6 separate regions of the Mus musculus genome follow, and all the other regions are linked to region 5. A link is a contact called in public HiChIP or PLAC-seq and promoter capture Hi-C data. All regions are on one chromosome and are shown on one strand. The core of a region is the stretch at or near the end of the contact, and the rest is flanking DNA. Distances in the headings are between cores, read along the strand shown. Region 1 holds the start of S1pr2 (sphingosine-1-phosphate receptor 2). Region 2 holds the start of Dnmt1 (DNA methyltransferase (cytosine-5) 1). Region 3 holds the start of Ldlr (low density lipoprotein receptor). Region 4 holds the start of Mrpl4 (mitochondrial ribosomal protein L4). Region 5 holds the start of Atg4d (autophagy related 4D, cysteine peptidase). Region 6 holds the start of Carm1 (coactivator-associated arginine methyltransferase 1).

Evidence for each region. Promoter capture Hi-C pulls out the DNA fragments that hold promoters and counts their contacts. HiChIP or PLAC-seq counts read pairs in DNA pulled down with a chosen protein or histone mark. Capture Hi-C pulls out chosen DNA fragments and counts their contacts.
Region 1: a promoter capture Hi-C map of second pharyngeal arch cranial neural crest shows a contact between it and region 5. The contact joins the promoter of S1pr2 here to the promoter of Atg4d in region 5. A contact is called at or near these places in 10 of 39 promoter capture datasets (the HPC-7 cell line, cranial neural crest, embryonic stem cells and 7 more).
Region 2: a contact with region 5 is called in a promoter capture Hi-C map of adipose tissue. The contact joins the promoter of Dnmt1 here to the promoter of Atg4d in region 5. A contact is called at or near these places in 1 of 115 datasets of contacts at active chromatin or transcription factors (embryonic stem cells) and 3 of 9 other capture datasets (adipose tissue, embryonic stem cells and liver).
Region 3: a contact with region 5 is called in an H3K27ac HiChIP or PLAC-seq map of cardiomyocytes, with 3 times the contacts expected there. The contact joins the promoter of Ldlr here to the promoter of Atg4d in region 5. A contact is called at or near these places in 1 of 39 promoter capture datasets (neural stem cells) and 1 of 115 datasets of contacts at active chromatin or transcription factors (cardiomyocytes).
Region 4: a promoter capture Hi-C map of pancreatic islet shows a contact between it and region 5. The contact joins the promoter of Mrpl4 here to the promoter of Atg4d in region 5. A contact is called at or near these places in 1 of 39 promoter capture datasets (erythroid cells), 1 of 484 Hi-C or Micro-C datasets (embryonic stem cells), 2 of 115 datasets of contacts at active chromatin or transcription factors (both in embryonic stem cells) and 2 of 9 other capture datasets (liver and pancreatic islet).
Region 6: a contact with region 5 is called in an H3K4me3 HiChIP or PLAC-seq map of embryonic stem cells, with 7 times the contacts expected there. The contact joins the promoter of Carm1 here to the promoter of Atg4d in region 5. A contact is called at or near these places in 4 of 39 promoter capture datasets (erythroid cells, fetal liver, hippocampal neurons and 1 more), 6 of 115 datasets of contacts at active chromatin or transcription factors (the SCID.adh cell line, embryonic stem cells and epiblast stem cells) and 3 of 9 other capture datasets (adipose tissue, embryonic stem cells and liver).

Annotation. Positions count from the first base shown.
Region 1 is chr9:20,975,356-20,978,346 of GRCm38.p6, reverse strand. It overlaps S1pr2 (sphingosine-1-phosphate receptor 2), which reads left to right and starts at 1,554. Exons shown (of 2, transcript NM_010333.4): 1 at 1,554-1,749.
Region 2 is chr9:20,951,400-20,954,234 of GRCm38.p6, reverse strand. Dnmt1 (DNA methyltransferase (cytosine-5) 1) reads left to right here and starts at 1,256. Exons shown (of 39, transcript NM_001199431.1): 1 at 1,256-1,527. The coding sequence starts at 1,448.
Region 3 is chr9:21,722,208-21,725,256 of GRCm38.p6, reverse strand. Ldlr (low density lipoprotein receptor) reads right to left here and starts at 1,681. Exons shown (of 18, transcript NM_010700.3): 1 at 1,413-1,681. The coding sequence starts at 1,479. It overlaps Gm26511 (a long non-coding RNA gene), which reads left to right and starts at 1,901. Exons shown (of 4, transcript XR_001779098.2): 1 at 1,901-3,049.
Region 4 is chr9:21,001,171-21,004,160 of GRCm38.p6, reverse strand. It overlaps Mrpl4 (mitochondrial ribosomal protein L4), which reads right to left and starts at 1,424. Exons shown (of 9, transcript NM_023167.2): 1 at 1,164-1,424; 2 at 1,011-1,077; 3 at 757-907. The coding sequence starts at 1,220.
Region 5 is chr9:21,263,798-21,266,694 of GRCm38.p6, reverse strand. It overlaps Atg4d (autophagy related 4D, cysteine peptidase), which reads right to left and starts at 1,410. Exons shown (of 10, transcript NM_153583.10): 1 at 978-1,410. The coding sequence starts at 1,212.
Region 6 is chr9:21,545,643-21,548,471 of GRCm38.p6, reverse strand. It overlaps Carm1 (coactivator-associated arginine methyltransferase 1), which reads right to left and starts at 1,578. Exons shown (of 16, transcript NM_021531.6): 1 at 1,242-1,578. The coding sequence starts at 1,464.

The DNA.
Region 1 (2,991 bases), core at 305-2,804, 290 kb after region 5:
CGCCTGCCTCCATAAACATCTCAATGCCGACATAAGGCACAATGTTAAACACAGCAAGGGAAACACTGTTCGCTCTTAGGGAGCTTATGTTTGGGTGTGCAATTTACACTTTTGTGTGTTTATTTTTTTTTGTTTTTAATTATGTGTAATTGTGGGTATGTGCATGTGTGTACACGGGCCCTTGAGGCTGAAAGGGTCAGATCCCCTGGGGCTGGACTCAGAAGTTGTCAGGTCTGTGGGTGCTGGGACATTCTGTTCTCTGCAAGAGCAGGAAGTGCTCTTGACCATTAGAGGCACCTCTTTAGCGCCTTTTAAAAATTTATTAATTTTAACTTTATACCCATGTGCGTGCATGCACGTGGGTGTGTACATGTACGTGGGTGTGTGCATGTGCCTCAGCAGCAGGCCTTGGAGGTCACAGGACAACTTGCAGGAATTGGTTCTCAATTTCCACCTTGTGGGTCCCAGGCAAGGCCTTACCCACTGACAACTCACAGCCTCCTGGAACTCACTCTGTAGACCAGGCTGGCCTTGAACTCAGAAATTCGCCTGCCTCTGCCTCCCGAGTGCTGGGATTAAAGGCGTGCACCACCACGCCCGGTTTTGTTATTCTTTTTTAAATGCATTTATTATTATTGTACATGTATCAGTGAATGAATGTAGGTGCAGCAATGCCAGTGTGCCCTGTGGAGGTCAGAGGCCAACTTTGCTTCCAGGGACTGACCTCAGGTCAGGCTTCCAGACAAGCCCTTTCCCCTCCCTGCCTAGTGGAGCTGGACAGCTGACCTTCTGTCACTCACTCTAATTTTGGATTTTTTTTTCACCCTGAGTTGTTTGGAGGGAAGGAGCCAACAGGATCATGTGATCCAGATTGGCCTTGAACTCTAAAACAAACCTCCTGCTTCTACTTCACAAGTTTGGAATTAGAGGCCCAAGCCACCATTCCATATTTTTGCAGTGTTGAGGATGCATGCTAGGCAAACACTCAACCACCTGCCTCCACATCCCTGCCTGTTGTTTTTCAGAAAGGGTCTTGAGCAGGCAGTGGCTTAAGGTTGCTAAGAGGACCCTGAACTCCTGATCTTCCCACCTCCCAGGTGGCAGATGCTGGAATGACAGGCATATGTGCCACAAAGCCCAGTTGGATCTGGGAGTTCTTACCAAGTCTTCTGTTTGGGGGGCTGGGTATGATACAGTGTAGGAATTTATTTCTTGTAGAAACACATAGTAGGTGCTTAATCTTGAATTGCTGAGTTCTCACATAGTAGGTAAGTGTGATTTCCTCCATTTCCAGGTCCCAAGCATTAGCCTGGCGCTAAGCCAAATGGAATACAGTTGTTTCAGTACTAGGTCACCTGGGTTAAGAGAGCTGTGACGTCACGCGGCCGTGACATCATGCCACGGCAGTTCTCACGAGTGGGGGTTGGGAGGAGCAGGGCAGGAGTGTGTGTGTGGGGGTGTGGACAAAGGGGCCCTGCTCTTCCCCCGTGCGCGCCCTGGCTAACTGGCGGGCCACATCTGGAATTCATTGCAAGTCGCCGCCGGAAAGAGGAGGAGAGGAGGGCGGGGCGAGCAGGGAGTTGGGGCCGGAGGCAGCGGCTCTGCCCGCCTCTCTCTTGTCCTGGGTCCCCAACTCCGGGACATAGACCGAGCACAGCCAACAGTCTCCAAAACCAACCACTGGCTGTCCCGGGGCGCAGACGCCAAGGCCACTCAGGCCAGGGCAGGGACCCCGGCCGGCCTAGCCAGGTGAGCGCGCGGGGCAGAGGGGAGGTTCCGATCTGGGCGGCCGCGGTTCACGGAGACCCTGAGATCCCAGCTGGGGGGCCCGGTCCGGGGTCAGGCGCTCGTACAGGCGTTGCACGCGCTGCTCCAGGCTCTGCTGCACCGAGGGAACAGATCATCTACCATGCGCCCCTGCCCACTACTCCAGGCAGCTCGCCACCTACTCAGTGGCGCACCCCCAGACTGAGCTCCCCGCCTTCCTTCGGGCAGGAAGTTGGCGCTGAAGAGAAAGGCGGAATCCGAGCGCTTTGAGCTGGAGACTTTGCAAGACTGGATGGGGGTTCTCAGGAAGCAGGGTTTGGGGCAGTGAGGTTGTTGGGGAGAGGTGCAGCATCCCTTCTTCTCTGTCTCCGGCTAGGATGAAAGGTGCTACGGACGAGCGAGCGGGGAAAGCTTTCAGAGTTCATGGGCGGGGTCCCCGGCGAAGGCCGTCGCCCCACCGCCTGTGAGACTAGTTTTTTGCCTCAGTTTCCAGTTAGTTGCCCCTCTCTTTCAGTCTCTCTTTCGGAAGAATCACTTTGTATCGAAGGAAAGGGACATTAACTGCAAAGTCCAGGTGTCTCCTTTTCCTAGCTCAGGGATGGGGCGTAGGAGTGAAGGAAGGCACGCGTGGCGTGGAGTCCGCGTTGTCGCGGGCTACACGGCGTTGGGACCTCGCCCCCCTCTAGAGCATGGGTTGACTCACCCGGGGATTTCCACCTCCCCACCCCCGTCCCTATCCTTGTTGTTAGATGCCCGAGGCGACACCCGCAGAGCCTACTGTCCCCTGCGGGGCAACATGGGAGCATCACTGAGGGGGGGGGAGGGAATGAAGTAGCTGTAGTTACTCTCTCCAGTGCCCCAGGAATCTGGATGTGGGGGGCCTCTGGTGGGGTGCAGAAATGTGGCCACCCCCTGTTGCTTTGTGCAGGATAGGGACATCCTGCGCGCGTGTCGGGGTCTCAGGAGAGAGAGATGGCGCCGCCCCAGCGCAAGCGAGTGTGGATACCACGCATTCCTCGGCCTGATAAGGAGCTGGAGAGTGCTGCCTGAGCCAGGCGGGTCTTACTGTCGCCAAGGAGACGCGCCCGGCTTCAGCTTCCTATAGTGGTAGGGTAGGGGTGCTGCCAGGAGATGTCCCCATGCTTTGCATGCGAACGAGCCCCCCAATTTCAGGCTCTTTCATTCATTCATGCGCCTGCCTCGCTTGCACCAAGCAAGAGAGGC
Region 2 (2,835 bases), core at 7-2,506, 310 kb after region 5:
AATATTCTGCTGTTGAACTGTATATTCTAAATCCTTCCATACCATGTGGAAGGTAAATAGAAAATATCATTTCTCTGCGATCTGCTTTTTTTTTTTTTATTAAACCCAGATGGCAGAAGTGGTTCCTGGCCTTACCACTATACTACTTCATTGGTATATTGGTCCAGTTCACTTCTGAATTATCTTTTTAAGGAGGTGATTTCAGCTCTGATAGATGAAGCCACTGAGGAAGAGTCCAGATGGTGTGCTCATGGTCGTTTTAGAGGACAAGGGGGTGAAGATGGGGTTAGACGGGAGGCCTTTTGTTTAAGGGTTCATGTATTTCTTACCAAAATGGTAACAAAAGATGAGCAGAAGGGGAGGGGGATAGAGTTATGCCTATAGTTTCTCCTTCTGAAGATGTAAGTTCCAGAAATATGGATCATGGACATATAGTTAGACACTACAGAACCACACATTTCATCTTCCAGTGAAGATGGTAGTTACAGTGGGGCATACCCATAAATCCATCACTCAAGACCAGAGAGAGGCAGGAGGTCTGAACTTTAAGATCAACCATATTATCTATTGTATAGATAGTAAAGTCAAGCCTATCTTGGGTTAAAAAATTGTTGGTGCATTTAAGAGCAGTGTCCACAGCGGCCTTCCCCTGGAAGTGGAGTTACAGGGCTTCGAGTGGCTGGATGTGGGTGGGTGCTCTCCAGGGAGGAAGCTAGCCACTGCGCAGACAAGCCCACTTTTGTTTGTTTTGTTTTGAGACTGGCTTTCTCTGTGTGGCTCTGGCTGTCCTAGAACTCCACTGTATAGACTTGGCTGACCTCAAACTGAGATCTGCCTGCCTCTGCCTCCTTAGTGTAAGGGACTGCAGGCATGCGCCACCACCGCCTACCTTTTTCCTTTTTCAAGAAGATTTTGTTTTTAGACCAGGCTCAATACACAGAGATCCTCTGGCTTTTGCATTCTGAGTGCTGGAATCAAATGCATGCATGCCACAGCCTCTGCCAGACTCAAAAGATTTTTTTTTTTTTAAAGTTGTGTTTGTGCATGTGAGTGCAATGCCCATAGAGGCCAGAAGAGGCTGTAGGACCCCCTGGAAGTGGAATTACAGGGGCTTGGAGCGGCTGGATGCGGGTGCTGGCAAGCAAACCAGAGTCATCCTCTGCAAGAGCAGCACTACCTGCTCTCAAGTGCCGAGCCACCTCTTCAGGCAAGGGGGAGGTGGGTGGCGCCAGTCGCAGCACGGACGAGCCCACTATAGCCAGGAGGTGTGGGTGCCTCCGTTGCGCGCATGCGCACTCCCTTCGGGCATAGCATGGTCTTCCCCCACTCTCTTGCCCTGTGTGGTACATGCTGCTTCCGCTTGCGCCGCCCCCTCCCAATTGGTTTCCGCGCGCGCGAAAAAGCCGGGGTCTCGTTCAGAGCTGTTCTGTCGTCTGCAACCTGCAAGATGCCAGCGCGAACAGCTCCAGCCCGAGTGCCTGCGCTTGCCTCCCCGGCAGGCTCGCTCCCGGACCATGTCCGCAGGCGGTAGGTGCCACGCAGGGTGGGGGTGAGGGGCGGGACCGATGCCGAGGCATATATTGGGGGTATCTCCGGGTGGCCCTGCGGCCGCTGACAGCCAGGGCGCGCATGCGCGGGGCAGCGTTTGGCGCGGGCTGTGCTTCCTGTCGCGCGTGCCCTTAGCTGTTGGCGCCAAAATGGGTGGGGGCCGGGGTGCTGGCAAGCCCATTGACTGGGAGCTTGAGGGAGCAAGGGGATCAGCCCTCTGAAATAGAACAAGCTTGGGGACACCCTCAGGGGTTCCCCTCTTTGGTCAGCCAGGCTCCTGGGTGTGCAGGAAGTGCCCCTCTCCCGGCCTGTGGACACCCTGAAGCCCCCACTCCGCTCCAGCCTCCACTTCCGGTGCCCTGCAGATCCCGCCGCGCCCACCCGAGGGTCCCTCCGCCGGTTCCCCTGGCCCTGGTTCAGAAGGGCCCTCCTTCCCAGCCCCGCTGTCAAGTCCTAGGACCTTTTCTCTCTCATCCTGCCGGGCCGGGCCTGGGCAGCTTGAAGCCCTCGTGGGATTTTGTTTTGTTTTCATCCTAACGTAAAGGAGCTCCTGCGATCCTGGAGCTATCAAAGAGACTCTGCCTGGAAAGAGCTGGTGCTGCAGAATGGGCCCTCCACTTTGGCAGTGACATAACTCTGTCCCGAGATCCCAGAGCAATCGAGGAAACCTTTAACTCCATTCAAAGTGTTTATCAGGGGGAAGGAAAGATGAATGGTAGTGAGATGTCTCGGCCCCCGCCCTATTATTTTAGCCCCTGTAAACCAGTTCTTTCGGTCCTGGCGCCATCGAGGAAGCTTTTTACATTGTCCAGTGTTTATTTCGAGGAGTGAGGGATGGCAGGTAAAGTCCCCCATTTCAGTGCATATGAATCCCCCCTCTCCCCCCCCCCTCCCCAAGCAATCAAGGAAGACCTGGGTAATGGGCCCTCCACTAGTACCTTCCACGCCTCCATGAGGACGGCTGTGTGCAAGGATTGGCGGGAACACTGGATCCCGCTTCCTGTTCCAGAAGGGCATCGTCAATCCGTTCATTCCTGAAAGCTTGTCCCGCGCGTCATTGAGCATTAGTCATAGGTGCCCTGCTAGTGCTGGACACATCCCAACCCGATTCTGAGTCTGCTTTTGCTATCCCGGGGGTTAGTTTACTGGGGTGATGCCAGGCCGATTCCCATTTGAGCTTTGGGGGATAAAGTGGGAGAAGCGGCTGAATTCCCCTTGTCAAACACCCCTGCCCCCAGCTCGCCCCCAGGGTTGGACCTGAAGCTCTGTACTGAGCTACACCTTCAG
Region 3 (3,049 bases), core at 432-2,931, 460 kb before region 5:
CAGGGTATCTGGTCTAGCCTTGTCTACAATTATAACAGGATAGCTAAGTGTTTGTCTCAGTGTTCAACCTCTCCCCTCTCCCTCTCTCTTAGTCCAGGGTTCACTGTATAGCCCTGCCTGCCCTGGAAATCACAGGAATCCACCTGCCTCTGCCTTCCAGGTGCTGAGACTACAGGTGTGCCCCAGGATGCCCAGCTCAGCCAGGCTGTCTCAAGGAAGCATCCCCAGGGATTGTCCAGTTGACAGCTACTCACAGCTAACTGAAGGGCACTCCTGCCAAGCTCCTGTGGGGTCAGAACCGAAGCTGGTTCTGAGGAGGAAAAAGCAATTAAAATGTTCTTGGCCAGCCAGGCTGACTGCAAGAAAAGCAGTAACCCAGGCATTCATGGACCCTGGTTCTATCCATGGTGTCCCCAAATCCAGGCATGGTGGCACATGCCTGTCATCCCAACACTCCCGAGCTGAGGCAGGAGAATTAGGGGCTAGAGACTACACAGTGACTTATAGGCCAGCCTAGGCTACATGAGACCCTGTCTATAAAGTGAGGGAGAGGTGGAGCACTTTTCCCAGTGCTGCAAAGAAGTTGTTGGTGAGATTGTAACACCATCTCCCTTCCTGTCCAAATTCCAACGCCTCTCCTAAAACTAAAGTCCACTTTATGGATCTGTCCAATCCTACACGTTCAGAGAGTGGGAACGAACCAGGCCTGCAAAAGTCTTTGCCAGGTCCCTGGCCCTCCCTGCCTGATGGTCTCAGCTACGGGTGTCTGGGTTGCCTGAGGCACATCTGCACCAAACCAGGGAAGTAGGGACAAGGTAGGGACTGAAGGCTCACAAGGAGGACCCAGCCGGCCCGGATGTGTAGCCCCACCCCACCCGGGAGGGTCGTGCAAGCCACGCCCCTGAACATCATCCTCTTCCTCCATTGGGCGAGGGGAGTGGCTCGAGGCTCGCCTGTTCCGGCTGCACCCAATAGGAGCTCGGGGGTGCGGTGGGAGGTGGGGTTAGGGCGGAGTTTTGGGGCACGCGGCAGTAGCCGGGTTTGAGTGCAGTGTGGAGACCCCCAAGTCCTGTAACTACGACTAGCGACCCCAAAGTTGAACAGCTGGGCCTGGGTCTCCCCAGCCCTTAAAACGAATGATGGGACCCCTCCTCTTGGATTCCCTCACACATAGCTCTGAAAGACACCTCTGACTTGGGAGAGCACCCACCGGACTCCCCAAACCCACTCTGACCCCCTACAGCTCTGGCACCCTATTTCCAAAACACTTCCCTCCAGCCACGTGGGAAGGACATCACATCAAGTTCGCACGAATGGTTGTATTTCTCGACCAAAAATAAAACCACTCGGGGCTCTCCGAGTTCAGGACGGCTGCCCCTGACCCCGGGCAGGCTCCTGGCGCAAAGCCTTACCTGCAACTCCGGCAGCAGCCAGGAGCAGGGCGATGACCCAGCGACGCATCAGATCCGCGGTGCTCATCCTTAGCTTCTGCGTTGCGTCCTCACTCGGATCACAGACCCCGAAATGTTCCCGCTGCAAACACTGGATCGCGGGCCCCACGGTGTCTCGGCTGCGAATCTGGGCTCGCAAGCCTCACGGTGTCCCGGCTGCAAACTACGCCGCACGCCCAGAGTCATTCCCAGTACTAGGGGCGAGGTTTCCAGGCGGGGGAGGAGTCTGCAATGGGGTGATTTTCAAAAATCTTCACCTCACTGAGCGGGGAGGAGCTTGGAACGGCCGATGTGACATCGTCTCTTTTAACCCCTGAAGCTCCCGCAGCAGTGGGAAGTTCCTCAAATTCCTCCCACAGAATTTCACCGCTTCCCGGACACTTAGCCGCCCGCGTTGCTGTTTGAGTGTTCAAGGGACGACCCACGCCCTTCCACACCCTGGGTCGCCTTCTGACGCTTTCCTTTCCACCTCCAAAGCAAAACAGAAGTATGCGAAGCCCCCTCCCACCCCCGACCCCTACACTTCTTGCAGCAAGTTTGCTTTCCTGTCTAGGAATGGGCACATAGATTTCTGACCCAAGTACAGTTGCAGGTTTTATCTGGATCCGTCCATAAACACAAACACTCAGCGAGAAATGTATATAAAACGCGGCGGCGTGTGCGGGTGAGCGAGTTGGCTCAGTGGGTGAGGGTGCAAGCCTGAAGACCTGAGTTTGATCCCAGGGATCCACATACTGGAAGGAGAGAGAACCAGAACCAACTCCAGCAAATTGTCCTCTAACTTCCACACACACTCCCCTGTACTAATTAATTAATTAGAAAGAAGAAACATTACTTGGTTTGGGGGGTAGGACCCAGTAGTTAGAATAATTATAATTATTAATGGAAGAATTCCATAGCAAGATATGGTAACACTGAAACTAGGAAGAAGGCAGGCAGATCTCTGTGAGCAAAGTCCAAACTGGTCTGGACAGCAAGTTCCAGACTAGCCTGGGCTACACAGATTCTGTTTCCTCCTCCTCTTCTTTCCTTCTTTCTTTCTTTTCTTTCCTTTTCTTCTTTTGTTTTGTTTCTGTTTCTGTTTGTTTTGTTTTTCAAGACAAGGTTTCTCTGTGTAGCCCTGGTTGTCCTGGACTCTGTAGACCAGGCTGGCCTAGAACTCAGAGATCTGCCTGCCTCTAACTCCTGAGTGCTGGGATTAAATGTTGAGTGTTTACTACCACCCCACTACCACCTGTCAAGAGACCCTGTTTCAAAGCTAAAGTTGAAATTATTTTAAATAATTCATCTGAGAATCAATGGGTTCCTTCCTGTGTTGACAGAAATGTTGATTTTTGGTTTATTTCCTTAGGCACCTGCTGGTACCGCTTTATCCTGTTACAAGGAGTTGAACACACAGAAGGGCATCTCTTCCCTCGAAGCAAAACCAACCACATGTGGCCTTTTTCCCCTCTTGACACTGGATGGCTAAACCAGAAGGCTGTCTGCCATGGATAGAGAAGTTTTGATGAATCAAAGGCTTAGGGATTTTCTAAAAGGGACTCAGATTCTGTCCCTGCCTAGCTCCCTGCAGAACAAACCAGGGCTAGTGTGTTGGC
Region 4 (2,990 bases), core at 175-2,674, 260 kb after region 5:
GATCTCATTACGGGTGGTTGTGAGCCACCATGTGGTTGCTGGGATTTGAACTTCGGACCTTCGGAAGAGCAGTCGGGTGCTCTTACCCACTGAGCCATCTCACCAGCCCAGTATTTTTATTTTTACTTATGGTGTCATGTAGCCCAGACTGGTCTGGAACTCACTATGCAACCTTGACCATTAATTTCTTGATTCTCTTATTTCCACCTCTACAGTGCTGGTGGGGTTAGAGGTGTGGGTTACCAGGACATGTGTATGCTATAGAAGGGAACCCAGGACAAGGTGCATGCAGGCAAGCCCTCTAACAGTGCACACCTCCAGCCCTAATAAAAAACACTTCTAGAGAATTTTCTCTGTTGTGGATTAATCTACCTAGTCGTCACACAACTTCTTTTGTTGTTGTTGTTGTTGTTGTTTTTGTTTTTGTTTTTTGAGACAGGGTTTCTCTGTGTAGCCCTGGCTGTCCTGGAACTCACTTTGTAGACCAGGCTGGCCTCGAACTCAGAAATCTGCCTGCCTCTATCTCCCAAGTGCTGGGATTAAAGGCATGAGCCACCACCACCCGGCTGTCACCTAACTTCTTGAGGTCTGACAAAACGGAGACCCAAGCACAAGAGAGCAAGGCAGGATGTAATAGGTCAGGGTGACAGCAGGGTTGAGTCATTCGCCTTCCAGCCCTGTAGCAGCGAAACTGATCACCCCTTTTGTCAAGTGGAGAAACCACGGCAAGTTCCTCCCATTGCACCCTGCACTCACCGAGGCGCCGTTGCAAACACGTCGGGGTGCAGCTCCGCCAGGCCGATGCGCTCCTGCTCAAAGCCTCGGAGAGACTCGACCCAGGCTTGCACCGGACGCCGGTGCACTGGGATCCGGAGCTCACACTTGCGCAAAACAGGATCTAGGAGACCTGGCGGGGGGTGACAAATGAGCGGTCAAGGGTCAGGATCAAAGCTCAGTACCTTCTGTGCTATCTCCCCCCACTCTGTGTGTCAAGGTCCCGGTCGTCTCACCAGCGCTATCTCGCGGCTCTGAAATCTCGGCCGGCCGCTCCGCGCCTTCCGCTAGAGAGTGGATGACCTGGAAAATGACAGGCGGGAGTTAGAGGTGCTCTCGGAGGTTCTCAACCTTTGACCTCCGGCCTTGACCTCAGCTCAGTGCCCTACCCGGGAGCCAGAGAGTCGAAGCGAGGCCCGGGAAGCGGCCTGGAACAACCGCAGCATCTCGGAGGACCTCTCGCAGCGCCGAGGTCGCTGCGGTACGGACGCTCGCGGCGGTGGCTGATGACGTCGTATGTGCGCCGGGTACGTCACGAAGGCGATTCCGCCGCCATCAGCGCCAGGTCCCGAAGCCTGAGGCTGTGGATCAGCTCCACTTGACAGCCGGAAGCCCCGACACCGGAGAGCCAGAGCCGGGTGCCGGGAAGCAAACCCCAGAGACGCGGTTCTCTTTTAACCAATGAACCTCAAGTATTGATGGAGGGTCCGCCCATACCTGGGCGGTACCTGGCTAATAAGCGTTTATCTTTTTTATTGAACGTGGATGAGCCTCCTGCTACACTGCGTATTTTGCCTACATTTTTTTCCTGTGTCTTTCTCTCCCTTTACCATTATTGATATGAATTGACTTTTGTCTTTTAGAGTAAGGGTCTCACTCCTGACTCACCCTATGCAGCGCAGGGCGACCTCGAACTCAGAGAGATCCACATGATTCTGATTCCTGAGTACTGAGACTAAAGATGTGTGCTGGGCTGGGCCGTGGTGTTGCATGATTTTAATTCTAGCACTCAGAAGCAACACTGCAATTCGAGGCCAGCCTGGTCTATATAGTACATAGTGACTTCAGAGTGAGACCCTGTCTGGAAATTAAGAAAAAAATTTTAAAGGTGTGTGCCATGTCCATGTCATGTGGCTATTTTTCGCTTTTTCAATATATATGTATTTTAATTTTTTACTTTTAAGAAATATTTTATTTATTTTATACATATAAGTGCTCTGTTTGCATGCCTGAAGAGAGCATCAGATCCCATTATAGGTGGCTATGAGCCACCATGTGGTTGCTGGGAATCGAACTCGGGAAGAGCAGACAGTGCTCTTAACCACAGAGCTATCTCTCCAGCTCCTATTTTAGTTTTCTTAATTTATTTTTGTGTTTGAGTGTGGAAGTAAGAAGACAACTCAAGGGAGTTGCGATTTCCTTTCACTCTGTGGATAGAACTCAGGCCATCCAGTTTGGTGGCAAGCCACCTAACCAGCTGAGCCATCTCAAACGCCATCCTATTCTTTTGTAAACAAGGCTTCTCTGTGTAGCCAAGGATGACCTTGAGTTCAGAGTCTCCCTGTCTGGCTTCCGGAGGTCTGGATTGCTGGTTGTCTGCACCGCTATGCTTACATGACCAGGTGAATCTAATTTTATCTGATCTTCCCTCCCCCTCTCTTTGGTGTGTGAAGGGGTCTGATTTGGCTGGCCTTGAACTCTGTGTAGTCAAGAGTAACCTTGAATTTCTGATTCTTTTTTTTTTTTTTTTTTTTTGAGACAGGGTTTCTCTGTGTAGCCCTGGCTGTCCTGGAACTCACTCTGTAGACCAGGCTGGCTTCGAACTCAGAAATCCGCCTGCCTCTGCCTCCCGAGTGCTGGGATTAAAGGCATGCGCCACCATGCCCGGCTGAATTTCTGATTCTTCTGCCCCCCACCTCAAGAGTCCTGAGATTATATGTATGTGCCACCATGCTGGTTTATTTAGTGCTAAAGATCAAGATGTTTGTGCAGTTTAGGTGCCCTAGCAGCTGAGCCATCTCTCCAGCCCCTATGGGGTTTATTTATTTGTTGAGAGAGAACTCCAGTATGTAATCTTGAAATCCTCCAGCCTCCTCTTTCCAGATGTGTTTGATTCTTTAAATGAAAGTCCTGCCAGAAAGCTTTCAGTATTTCTTAGATTCTCCAGGGCTGGCTATATCCCTCTGAAATCCCTCCTATCAGCCCTGTGTCCCTCC
Region 5 (2,897 bases), core at 161-2,660:
TATCAGCAATGGGTCTTCCATTCCCCAGTGTTGAACTGGGCCTGATCCTAGCTGAGATGTCAGGGCGGCGGCTCTGCAAAATCCATGCCACACCACATCTGTCTGGAACACAGGTGGGACTTAGTCACATCTTCATAAGGACCCACTATCAACCCAGGGCCGTTCTATTCTGACTGTTGGGTTTTGCTGTAAATCTATAAAGCACATTTTTATTTTGTGTATGTGAGCTTGTGTATATATGTGGACAAGCAAGCACCACAGTTTGGGTCTGGAGTATAGAACATTGACAGGAGTGGGGGCTCTCCTTCCACCATTGGGGTCCAGGCTGGAGCTGAGGTCCTTAAGCTTGGTGACAAATGCCTTTAACTACTGCGGCATCTCACTAGCCTTTTTCCAATTTTTTTTTAAAATATCCACTGGTGTTTTGCCTGCATGTATACCTGTGTGAGGGTGTTAGATCCCATGAAACTGGAGTTACAGACAATTGTGAATTGCCATGTGGGTGCTGGTAATTGTTCCTCTGGAGGAACAGCCAAGGCTGCTGAGCAGTCTCTCCAGCCCCCTGTTTTCCGATTTTTTGAGACCCAGTCTCATGAGGAGCTCAAGTCAGCCTGGAACTTATTATATAGTCCAGGATAGCCTAGAACTCTTGGTAAACCTCCTGCCTCAGCATCCCAAGTGCTGGGATTACAGGTGTGAACCAACATCTATTAACTCTGTTCATACTATTGCACCTATGTTACAGAGGGCAGTAAACAGACCGCAGGAAAGCAAGGTATTTGGCCAAGGTCAAACAGGTGCAATGGGCGGAGCTTGAAAACCTTTCCCATTTAACCTGCCCCACGTCCAGGACTGGGAAGGGCGGAGGACCTGCTTGTGACTCCTCCTGGATGGGCTCATCCACAGGACAGGGTAAAGGTTTGGTTTCTTTTGCTCTGACCCCTCTGACACCCTTGACCAGTGCACCCCCTCCTCACCATACTTGACGTTGTTCCAGGCTGTCAGGAACTTGGCTTTGAACTTGTCCACCTCGTCGGGCTCGGCGGGGTCTGTCCCAGATGAACCGAGAGCTGCCACTCCGGACCCCGAAGGTCCCAGGTTGCTAGGATCCGGGATACGGGTTTGTCCCCTCGGCCGGCGACAATCGGCCCGGCGCGCGTCCTCCGAGCTCCCGCTGCGGTACTGCGCCGCAGCCGGCGACACGGAGTTCATGGACCCGCCGGAGAGGAAGGACGCAGGTGTCCCCGAGGTCCGGGGAACTGCGAACGCTCGGGAGCAGCCCCGCGGCCAGCACAGTGTTACTCTATACTCAGAGCCGGGCTCCCGGGTCCGGCTCTGGCCGCAGCGGATACCCGGGCTCCCACAGCCAGCGCCATCTTGGTGGCCCAGAGCACCCGGATACGGTGGGCTTGGCTAGCGAGCAAGCCACGCCCCTGTACAGTCCGCCTCCCTTGGACTCACCACACCCTCCTAATCTCACCGCGCAGGCGCAAGCGCGTCCCTGGGGGCCCTTATCTCAGACCAATGGGTCAGAGCCGGAGAAGCCACGCCCATTTACAGCCCTTTCTCAAGCCTTGCACACCCTTGTTCTGAATGACATCTCAAGCTGCGGACGCCGGACCTTCTCTCGCTCAAAAGTGCAGATTTCCCCGCCCTGCCACTCAAATTCCACTGCATTGAAGGTCCCATGTTCTGGGTGCGATACATGGGGCTTGTCGTGCCTGTGGAGATCTCGTAAGAGCCAACTCAGGTTCCTAGACAGCCAGCACCTTTATCGCATCTTTATCCGCTGAGCCATCTGAAGGGCCTTTCCAATGTTTTGAGACAAGCTCTCACTTAGACCTGACTCTCCTAAGGAGAATACATTCCGACTATTCAAGTCCTGCTTAGGCACACGAGCTCCGTTCACGCCCAGAACACATGCCCCGACCTGCAGTGAAATTGGAGAGCCCAGGCAGAGAACCCACCCTGGAGCTCAGGCTGGCCTCCAACTCATGGCTGCCCGCCTGCGTCAGCTTCTTTAGTGCTGGGGTACTCAAAGACTGAGCACACTGGCGATGGAGCTGAGTTGGTAGAGGGCCTAGCACACGTGAGGCCCTGTGTTCTATTCCCTGAAACCCAGAAACTGAGTGTAGTGGTGCATGAAACCCAAGTCTCTGAGGCAAAGGCAGGGGCACAGGCCCCTCCTCTGTTGTGCAAGGCGTTTGAAACCAGCCTGAGCTTCATGAGAACGAAAGAGACTGTGAACACAACAGAGTTTATCAACCCAGAACAGATGTCACCCTGGGGATGTGACTATCCCTGACCCATTGGTGCCCCATTGGTCATGATTCTCAGTGCCTCAGTTTTCTCCTGAGCAAAATTTGAGGGAGTTATCTGTAAGACTATAAAAGGAAAACGAGGGCTGGTGAGATGGCTCAGTGGGTAAGAGCACCCAACTGCTCTTCCGAAGGTCCAGAGTTCAAATCCCAGCAACCACATGGTGGCTCACAACCATCCGTAACGAGATCTGACTCCCTCTTCTGGAGTGTCTGAAGACAGCTATAATGTACTTCCATATAATAAGTAAATAAATTAAAAAAAAAAAAAAGGAAAACGATTTTGGCATTTTTTTTAGTGAATCTTTTTTATTTATTTATTTATTTTATTTTTATGAGAACGCTGTCGCTGTCTTCAGACACACCAGAAGAGGGCATCAGAATCCATTACAAATGGTTTTGAGCCACCATGTGGTTGCTGGGGATTGACCTCAGGACCTCTGAAAAAGCAGCCAGTGCCCTTAACTGCTGAGCCATCTCTCCGGCCCCAATTTTGGTATTTTGAGACCCTATCTTATGTAGCCCAGGCTGAGCTTGAACTTACAAGCTATGTGCCTGAGGATGGCCTTGAATTTGCCT
Region 6 (2,829 bases), core at 329-2,828, 280 kb before region 5:
ATCACACCCAGGTCCCCAGAACACTTTCCAGGTAAGCCCTGGTACCCTGGCTAGCCAAACACCACTGGCTTGCTTAGGGGTCTGTAGTCCTAAAGAGCTTCGTTCTTTAGTCTGTGAAATTCCCCTTTCTCTCGTGTGATCAAGGAGACCCCAGCTCTGCCCAAGCCCCCAAAGGTGCCCCACACTTGGGAACCAGACACTTCTTTCTCCTGTGTGTTTCAAAGTCAAGGCAAAGAGAGGAGAATCAGTCTGAACAGACTGCTACACACATTTCCCTTTCCAACAACACCCCATTACCAAGGAGTAGAAAAAAATTCCCACAGGTTAAAATCGATCCCATCTTCCTTGGTGGCCCCTTAAGAGCATCAGTGAACGAAATCCTGGGAGACAAAGACCAGTGAAACACAAGAGCAAATCCATCTGAGGAATCCGTCAGAAGAAAGAGTAGCAAGAGCAAGGAAGAATGAAAGGTGGAACTACAAAGCTGGGGGGGGGGGTGCACTTCGAAAACACACTAGTGATCCCCCCCCTTGTTTTCCCCACTGAAATGTCAGTTTTTGAAGCAGCTTCTGATAATGTCACCAGCTTCTCACGTTCTTAAAAAAGACAGGAGGCGCGTGGCGAGGGAGGTGGCTTGTTACCTCTTGACTTCTAAAGCCGGCCATCAGCCAGCCGGCCTTCCCCTCTTCCACGTTTCCATGGGGGATGGGCTTGGGAATCTCTATCAGGAAGGGCTCTGTCCTAAGTCCCAAAGTTTACCCACCCTGGTGGGTGTGTGGGTGGGGGATCCCGAATCCCAAGTCCTCCACAAGGGCGGCACCCAGTCTTCCCGGTGTTACACACTGAAAACCACTTTTCAAATGTCCGTGTGTGAGGAGGATGTCCCCTGAGATGAGATCCACAAACCACACCCGCTCAAGAGCCCTCCCAATCACTCCCTCTCTCCAGTCCCCTCTACAATCCCCCCAGAATCCTCGGGGCCCCACTTCCTGCCACGCGCCCCCCTACCCCACCCGCTGCAAATCTCAGGCCCGCGACTCTTATTTCCCGCGCCCCTCTTCGGGCTCCAAGGTCCCCACGCACACCCTCTCTGCTATCTCGCCCGCGGGCAGCAGGAGCCGCGTGTACAAGCTCGGCCCGAGTCCCCCCCCCCCCCCAACCCTCCGCCGCCTGCCCCCTCCCCGGGCGCCCGCGCCGCCGGCCTCGTGCGCCGCCGTCCCCAGGGTGTCCCCAGCACTCACGGCTGTAGAGGGCGATGCCCGCCGCGTCTGGTCCGGCGCGCACCTCAAGGCGCAGCGCCTGCTGCTCCGCGTGCCGCTGGATCTCGCCGTTCGCGTCGCCGATAGTGAGGAGGCGGGCGCCCGGGAACACAGACACTGTAGCGCAGGGCCCCGCGCCGCCCGGGCCCGCCACCCCAGCGCTCCCCGCACCCGGCCCCACCGCCGTCGCTGCCGCCGCTGCCATCTTAGGTCCGGCTCCAGGCCCCGCTGCCACCACGGCCACCGCCACCGCCGCACCCGGGCCCAGGCCGCCGCCGCCGCCGCCGCCGCCGCTGCCGCCGCCGCGCAGGCCGAGGCCGAGGCCGAGGCTGGCAGCGCGCCGCCTGCCGGCCACGCGACGCCTCGCCGCCGCCGCCGCCGCCACGGGCCGGCTCGGTGGCGCAGCGCCCCCTCCTGGCGCCTGAGGGAGCCGGGCGAGCGCAAGCACGACGGGGGTGGGGCCGGCCCCACCCCGCGGGAACGGTCGCTGCTTTGTGAGGTGGCTGAGCCTCCCGGGCAGGCCGGGTGAAGGCGCCTACGTTGGGAGGCGGTGCCCCGCAGTATGACACGCCCCCAGGGATGCTAAGCCCCGCCCCGAGGCAGCGTTGTGCGAACCGAGGCGCTTTGTGCCACCGCGCACAGCTCTGGAGAGATGGGCAGGGCATGCGTCGGGAGGCGGTGCTTAGCCTTCCCGGCACGCCCCCGGAATGATCAGGCGGCCCCACCCCCCGCTCCGGGCCGGCGACCGGTGATCCACGGTGATCCACAGCCCTTTGTACCACAGGGCGTTTCAGGAGGCAATGCTTGGCCGCTCGGACACGCCTCTGGGGCCAGACCCACCCACAGGCCGGCAGCGAGCGAACCACCATGCTTTGTGCCACTGTGAGCATAGCTCAAGAAAAGTGGAGAGGCGTGAGTCGGAGAACTAAGAAGAAACGCCTCCTCCAGGGCTGAGCTCCGCCCCTAGGCTGGCGTGCTGCGTACTCCCCCAGTACTCTTGGGGGTGAGGCGTTTGTCAGAAGGAGGCGCTCAGCTACTTTATACACCCGGAGGAGGGCTGGCTCCGCCCCCAGGAGGGACGGTTACTAGCAGAATGCAGACGGTGCTCTGCATCTTTTTGTCAAGGGACGGTGTTCTGATCCACGAAACCCTCCCTCGGAGAGTTCGGGCCCCTCCGGGCCAGTGTCCTGCAAACAACCTCTCCTGAGCTTGAGGAAAGACAAGAACCGTTTCCAAACCCAGGTGATTCGGCCACGCCCCCAAGTTAAGGTTCCGCCCTGTACGTTCCCAGGTAAGCTCCGCCTTGATCCCGTCCCACTGGTAAGAAAAGGCCCTGTGATAGGTGTGCTCTGGTTTGCAGGCTCGCACCCAGCTGGGGCCCCTTCCCATGCTGCTCTGGGATAAAGGCTTTTCAAGCCGCGCTCCAGAGCTTGGCCTTCACAAAGAACTTCAAGGCAGTAACTTTAATTCTTTAGCTTCTCCACTAGGACCTCTCCTTTTCACTAGTTAACTCTCAGGTCCCCCAGTGAACTCACAGTGGCCAGTCACTTGTTCACTTTTGCTGGGCCTC